Linked DNA regions of Pan troglodytes: region 1 is linked to region 2. The links are chromatin contacts, called in public Hi-C maps. All regions are on one chromosome and are shown on one strand. Each heading gives the region's core, a stretch centred on a gene start, on an enhancer-like site or on the middle of the called end of the contact. The rest is flanking DNA. Distances are from core to core; before and after follow the strand shown. Region 1 has its middle 45 kb from the start of BDNF. Region 2 holds the start of LIN7C (lin-7 homolog C, crumbs cell polarity complex component).

Region 1 (2,700 bases), core at 74-2,573, 200 kb before region 2:
TCCTGGGCCCTGCCCCACCCCTACTAAATCACAATTTCAGGAGGAGGGACCTTCATTTTAACACTCACCCAGGTGATTTTTATGCTCCGAGGAGGTCCAGGGACTCCAAGTTAAGTACGGTACTGCTGTCTTATTCTTTATTCTAAATTTTAAGGTCTGCACAAATTGGTTGAACTAATGAGAAGAAAATTCAGCTTTAAAGCAGAAACACAGGTAGACGGTTGACAGAGTTCATCAAATGGATAATTGAAAATGTCCTCTGGACCTTAGCCATATAAGTTCTCTTCAAGGGTCTTGGCTACAGGCAAATGAGAACCCGAAAGGCTATTTGCTCTTTTGCTGCGGGAAGTGGTGGGGGTGGAGGGCGGGGGAGGATTAACTGAGCCAGTTCTGCCCCCACCCTCGAATCACCTACCCCCACTCTGGTTAAAGCAGAAGACTTTTTATTTATCTTGGCTGCCCTGGTTCGTTATTAAAAGGGTTAGCTTATACGTGTGTTTGCTGGGGCTGGAAGTGAAAACATCTGCAAAAGCATGCAATGCCCTGGAACGGAACTCTTCTAATAAAAGATGTATCATTTTAAATGCGCTGAATTTTGATTCTGGTAATTCGTGCACTAGAGTGTCTATTTCGAGGCAGCGGAGGTATCATATGACAGCGCACGTCAAGGCACCGTGGAGCCCTCTCGTGGACTCCCACCCACTTTCCCATTCACCGCGGAGAGGGCTGCTCTCGCTGCCGCTCCCCCCGGCGAACTAGCATGAAATCTCCCTGCCTCTGCCGAGATCAAATGGAGCTTCTCGCTGATGGGGTGCGAGTATTACCTCCGCCATGCAATTTCCACTATCAATAATTTAACTTCTTTGCTGCAGAACAGAAGGAGTACATACCGGGCACCAAAGACTCGCGCCCCCTCCCCCCTTTAATTAAGCGAAGGGAACGTGAAAAAATAATAGAGTGTGGGAGTTTTGGGGCCGAAGTCTTTCCCGGAGCAGCTGCCTTGATGGTTACTTTGACAAGTAGTGACTGAAAAGGTGGGTTTGTTTTCTTTCTTTCTCTTTCCGTTTTTCTGTTTGGTCGGCTAGAAAGCGTGTGGCTTTAGCGAGGTCTGTCATTGCCTGGGCTTCCTGGCTGGAACAAGTAACTTGGTGTAACGTTATCTGGGGGCGTTCATCAATAAAAAATGCTGTTATTATCTTGATTGAATTCCTATTAGGCAAACTCTAGAGAGGTCAGTGCGCGAACTCTGTTTAAGCCGGCGTGTTTAAGGCAGCAGAGTAAACCAATAGCCCCCATGCTCTGTGCGATTTCATTGTGTGCTCGCGTTCGCAAGCTCCGTAGTGCAGGAAGGTGCGGGAAGGTGTGTCTGTGGCCCGGGAAACGCACGCCCTCTCCCAGAGAACTTGGGTGCTGGGATGGGGAGGAAGGGGAGAGTTGAAAGCTAGGGGAGCGAGACCTCGGGGCATGCGATTCTCACTCGCTCCCTCCCGCCCCAGCGCCCACAGCCGGGGTTTCTGCAGAGGGCGCGGGACGCGGGGTTCCCCGGGGCTGAGGCTGGGGCTGGAACACCCCTCGAAGCCGCGGGCGTCCTGTCCAAGGCGCCCCAGGAGGGCGCAGGACTCGCAGGGCGATGTCGCGGGGCCCTAGGGGAGGAGGTGAGGACAGGCCCCGGGGGAGCGGGGAGTCCCGGGCGCCCCTCGGTTCCCCGCGCGAGGAAAAGACGCGGCGTTCCCTTTAAGCGGCCGCCCCGAACGGGTACCGGTAGCGCGGGCGAGCGGGGGGCGGGGGGGCGGCGCCGTTTGACCAATCGAAGCTCAACCGAAGAGCTAAATAATGTCTGACCCGGGCGCAAGGCGCAGCCTGGAGCTCCGGGTCCCCGCCGCTGCCGCCGCCGCGCCCGGGCGCACCCGCCCGCTCGCTGTCCCGCGCACCCCGTAGCGCCTCGGGCTCCCGGGCCGGACAGAGGAGCCAGCCCGGTGCGCCCCTCCACCTCCTGCTCGGGGGGCTTTAATGAGACACTTGAATGCAGCTGCCACGGCTGCTGTGGGGCCGGCGGGGAGGAGCACGGCGACGGGGACCGGGGCTGGGCGCTGGAGCCAGAATGGGAACCACGATGTGACTCCGCCGCCGGGGACCCTTGAGGTTTGTGTGGACCCCGAGGTAGGCAAGCGCCGGGAATGGGGCTTGGTGCAGGAGCTGCCCGTCCGCGGGAGAGAGTTGACTGGGGGATCCCCCACCCCAAAGTTGTGGGACGAGGCCAGTCTCCTTCTTTCCTCCCCTCCGGTAGAAGGGACGATTTGGAGTTACTCTTGGGGAGTTTTCTCCCCCATCCCACAACCCAGAAGGTCAGCCGGCACCAACAGGGAAAAAGGGACCCGGGGAAGTCACGAAGTAGAGGAGAGAAGGCCTGGAGGAGACCCAGAGCTGCGTGATGGGAGCAAAGACGGCGACCCGGGGATCCCTCGCAGCCCTCCCCCAGCCCAGGAGTAGTCGAGAGAGACTTAGGGGGCCAGAGCTGTCGCGGGTCCTGACTGAGGGGAGGGTGCTGGGGCTAGGCTAGGAATCCTTCCAGGGGGGTGGGTGGTCCCCGCGCCGACTTGCGGGGGGAGTGGGAGGGAAGCTTGCGCCTTCAGCCGGCATCCCTTCCCCGGAGCTGCACACGGCTACCTGCTCCCCAGGAGTTGAGACTGAAGTGGACTT
Region 2 (2,700 bases), core at 111-2,610:
TTGGGAGGCCAAAGCAGGAGGACTGCTTGAGCTCAGGAGTTTGAGACCAGCCTGGGCAACATAGCAAGACCCCCATCTCTACTAAAAATTTAAAAATTTGCCAGGCATGGTGGTGCTTGCCTGTAGTCCTCGCTACTGGCAAGGCTGAGACAGGAGGCTCTCTTGAGCTGTGATTGCACCACTGCACTCCAGTCTGGACAACAGAGAGAAACTCTGTCTCTAAAACAAACAAAAAGACTTGGAATCAGGAATAAATATGGTTGAAACTATACTATCTGGACTGAAGTGGTGGTTGCACTTAGAGGTAATGAGAAATGAAGTTAGTTGGATGAGTTAGGGTCAGAGTATGCAAGGCTTTAGAAATAGGAAACAGGAGAGAAACCATTGAAAGTTTCTGAACAGAACTTGTGATGATGAAATCACAATTCAAGGGGAGAAAAAGGAGCATAGTGGTGGCATCCATGATGGATTTGGAGAAGAAAATACTAAAGGTGAATGGAAAGGGTGGACCAGGGGCAAACAGGTTATTAAAACAGTCCCATCATGAAGTGTTGAAATGCTGGATGTAAACACACCTACCACAGTATCAGTACAGACTAAGGGCTTGGATAAATGTTATTCAAATCCAAATACTAAAATTCTTCTTGGTTCGCGAAAATTTCAGAAGTGGCTCAAAAATCTGTAATGCATTAAGAATATTATTTGCTTCACAATATTTCATTTACTTAAGATTTTATAAGAATCAGCTGCTTATAAAATTGTTACTTTGTGGAGCACCAAAGCACCTTGTTCTCTCCCTCACCCAGATATGTTTCATGCTGTTTGTACTTTCCACCCCTTAACAGATTTGGAGGGAAGATTCAAGCCGTGGATTTTTAAATTTAAAGCAATGCTGTCACAAATTGAGAACTGACAACATGCCATTACACATTTAATTGCCACCGAATCCCAGAGTTTAAAAATTGTAAGGACCTAAGAGATAGGACCTCTCGTTGTACAGATGCGGAAACTGAGGCTGGGAGAGGGTAAGTGAACAGTCCCAGGTCACAGAGCTGCTAATGGGCAAGGTGGGACTAGAATCCAGGCTTGACCCCTCTACGCGGAGCCAAGGGTTCGAAGCGATCGGGATAAGGGAAGCCTGAGGCAGGGAACGAGAGTCAGGAAAGCAGCTCTTCCCAACCCTAGGAGGCCGGGGGACCTCGTCACCGCGGAAGGAGCGGAGCCAGGCCGACCTAAAAAGCCGTAAGTCCAGGTACCCTTACCCTGATGGCCGCGGCGAAACACTCGGCCACCTTCCTGATCTCGCGATACTAGCCGGTACTCACTTTTCCGGCTTCCCCTAGGCCCCGCCCCTCCACCTCAGCCCTTCTGTCGTCATTTCCTGTGGGTCTGTAGGTTACGGGAGAAGATGGCGGCGCTAGGGGAACCCGTGCGGCTGGAGAGAGGTGAGTGCAGCCGAGGCTCGGCGGAGGTGGGCGGAAGGGTTGGGGGAGTGCTGTGTCTCTGGAGGGGAGGAGGAGTGACCCAGGCTCTGAGATCCGGAGCCAGGCTGTCCCTTGTGCCGGCGCCAGAGGCCGCCGTTGTCTCTGTGCCTGGCTCTAGGAAGGGCGCTTACGGTATTTTGTCTGTTAACCGTAAGCCCTCCTCTGTTCACACGGACTGTTCCAAGGCACAGCACAACTAAACACAACCTGCCCGCTTCGCAGACACACGCCGCACACGCGCTCCCTTGGTGAGCACAGCAGAAGCAGCATTCGGAGACCCGTACACCCGAAAAGCAAACGTCACACACCCGGTTCGCACAGACTACACTCATTGCCTGTACAGCACGAGAACGGACACACGGTACAATTCAACAGAACCTCCTTTCCCCGTTGTTTGCACACAAACTCCTTCATTACTTTCTCCACAACCTCGCTTGTATTCGGGTTGGGGTATTTGCTAGCTTTTGTGCCCCTCCTAGAAATGGAGAGGTTGCTTTAAAAACAATCCTACTGACTTGGTCTTGGGAAGGAGGTTACGTAAGTAAGCCGAATAGTGGTAGATGCTAAAACACTTGCAGGTGCAGTGTTTTTCATTTCTTACAAACCCTACAATTGCAAACTGGTTGGCTGATTGCTTCCTAGAGCAGACTGTCAAGGAAAATAAAACCACCTCTGCTGAGTAATTAGAGAAGCCTACGAAAATAACTGGCTATGCGCCTACCATGATTTCCAGCATTCCAGCGTTTCCAGTCCTTTTACAGATTTCCAGCATTCCACTCTGTCCCTAAGTCCTTTATTTCAAACAATTTCAAGCATGCTTTTCATACACCAGCATTAGAAATCATTGATAGGAATTGAGAAGTACAAATAAACATTTTGAGTACTGGTGGTAAAAAAAAAAATGTATATGTAGGATAGAGACTGAAATTATATTGCACATATTAACATTTGCAATTAGTCTAAATATTACTATTGTTCCCTAAGAAAACACATTTTTAGAATTACTGTACTTAGAAAAACCTCTTTCCTAATGCCTTCCCACAAACAAATGTGCACTTAATGTTGCTGATTTGCTCTTTACCGTGTTCACCATTTGGAAGCCTCACTGTAAATGAGATTCTTTCCGTTAAGCCTATTAAAGCATCATTTTAGAGGACTAGCTACTCTGGGAAGACTTGCCGAGTTAGGCCTAAGTCTCTGACATCTTCCTCTTGAG

What was found. Hi-C and Micro-C count contacts between places; a contact is called where the count stands out from the background.
Region 1: a Hi-C map of induced pluripotent stem cells shows a contact between it and region 2, with 1.9 times the contacts expected there. The contact joins the enhancer-like site here to the promoter of LIN7C in region 2. A contact is called at or near these places in 2 of 7 Hi-C or Micro-C datasets (induced pluripotent stem cells and stem cell-derived neural progenitor cells) and 1 of 1 datasets of contacts at active chromatin or transcription factors (stem cell-derived excitatory neurons).

Annotation. Positions count from the first base shown.
Region 1 is chr9:31,704,579-31,707,278 of NHGRI_mPanTro3-v2.0_pri, reverse strand. No RefSeq gene overlaps it. Among named protein-coding and RNA genes, the nearest start is that of BDNF, 45 kb to the right of the region's middle. Within about 2 kb of position 1,323, at least 5 of the 24 cell types and tissues checked have an H3K27ac peak or open chromatin away from gene starts, as enhancers often do. A contact at or near this core is called in induced pluripotent stem cells and stem cell-derived neural progenitor cells, where this site is marked.
Region 2 is chr9:31,508,902-31,511,601 of NHGRI_mPanTro3-v2.0_pri, reverse strand. It overlaps LIN7C (lin-7 homolog C, crumbs cell polarity complex component), which reads left to right and starts at 1,360. Exons shown (of 5, transcript XM_054661271.2): 1 at 1,360-1,445. The coding sequence starts at 1,409. It overlaps LOC104008451 (a long non-coding RNA gene), which reads right to left and starts at 1,340. Exons shown (of 7, transcript XR_008537824.2): 1 at 1,263-1,340.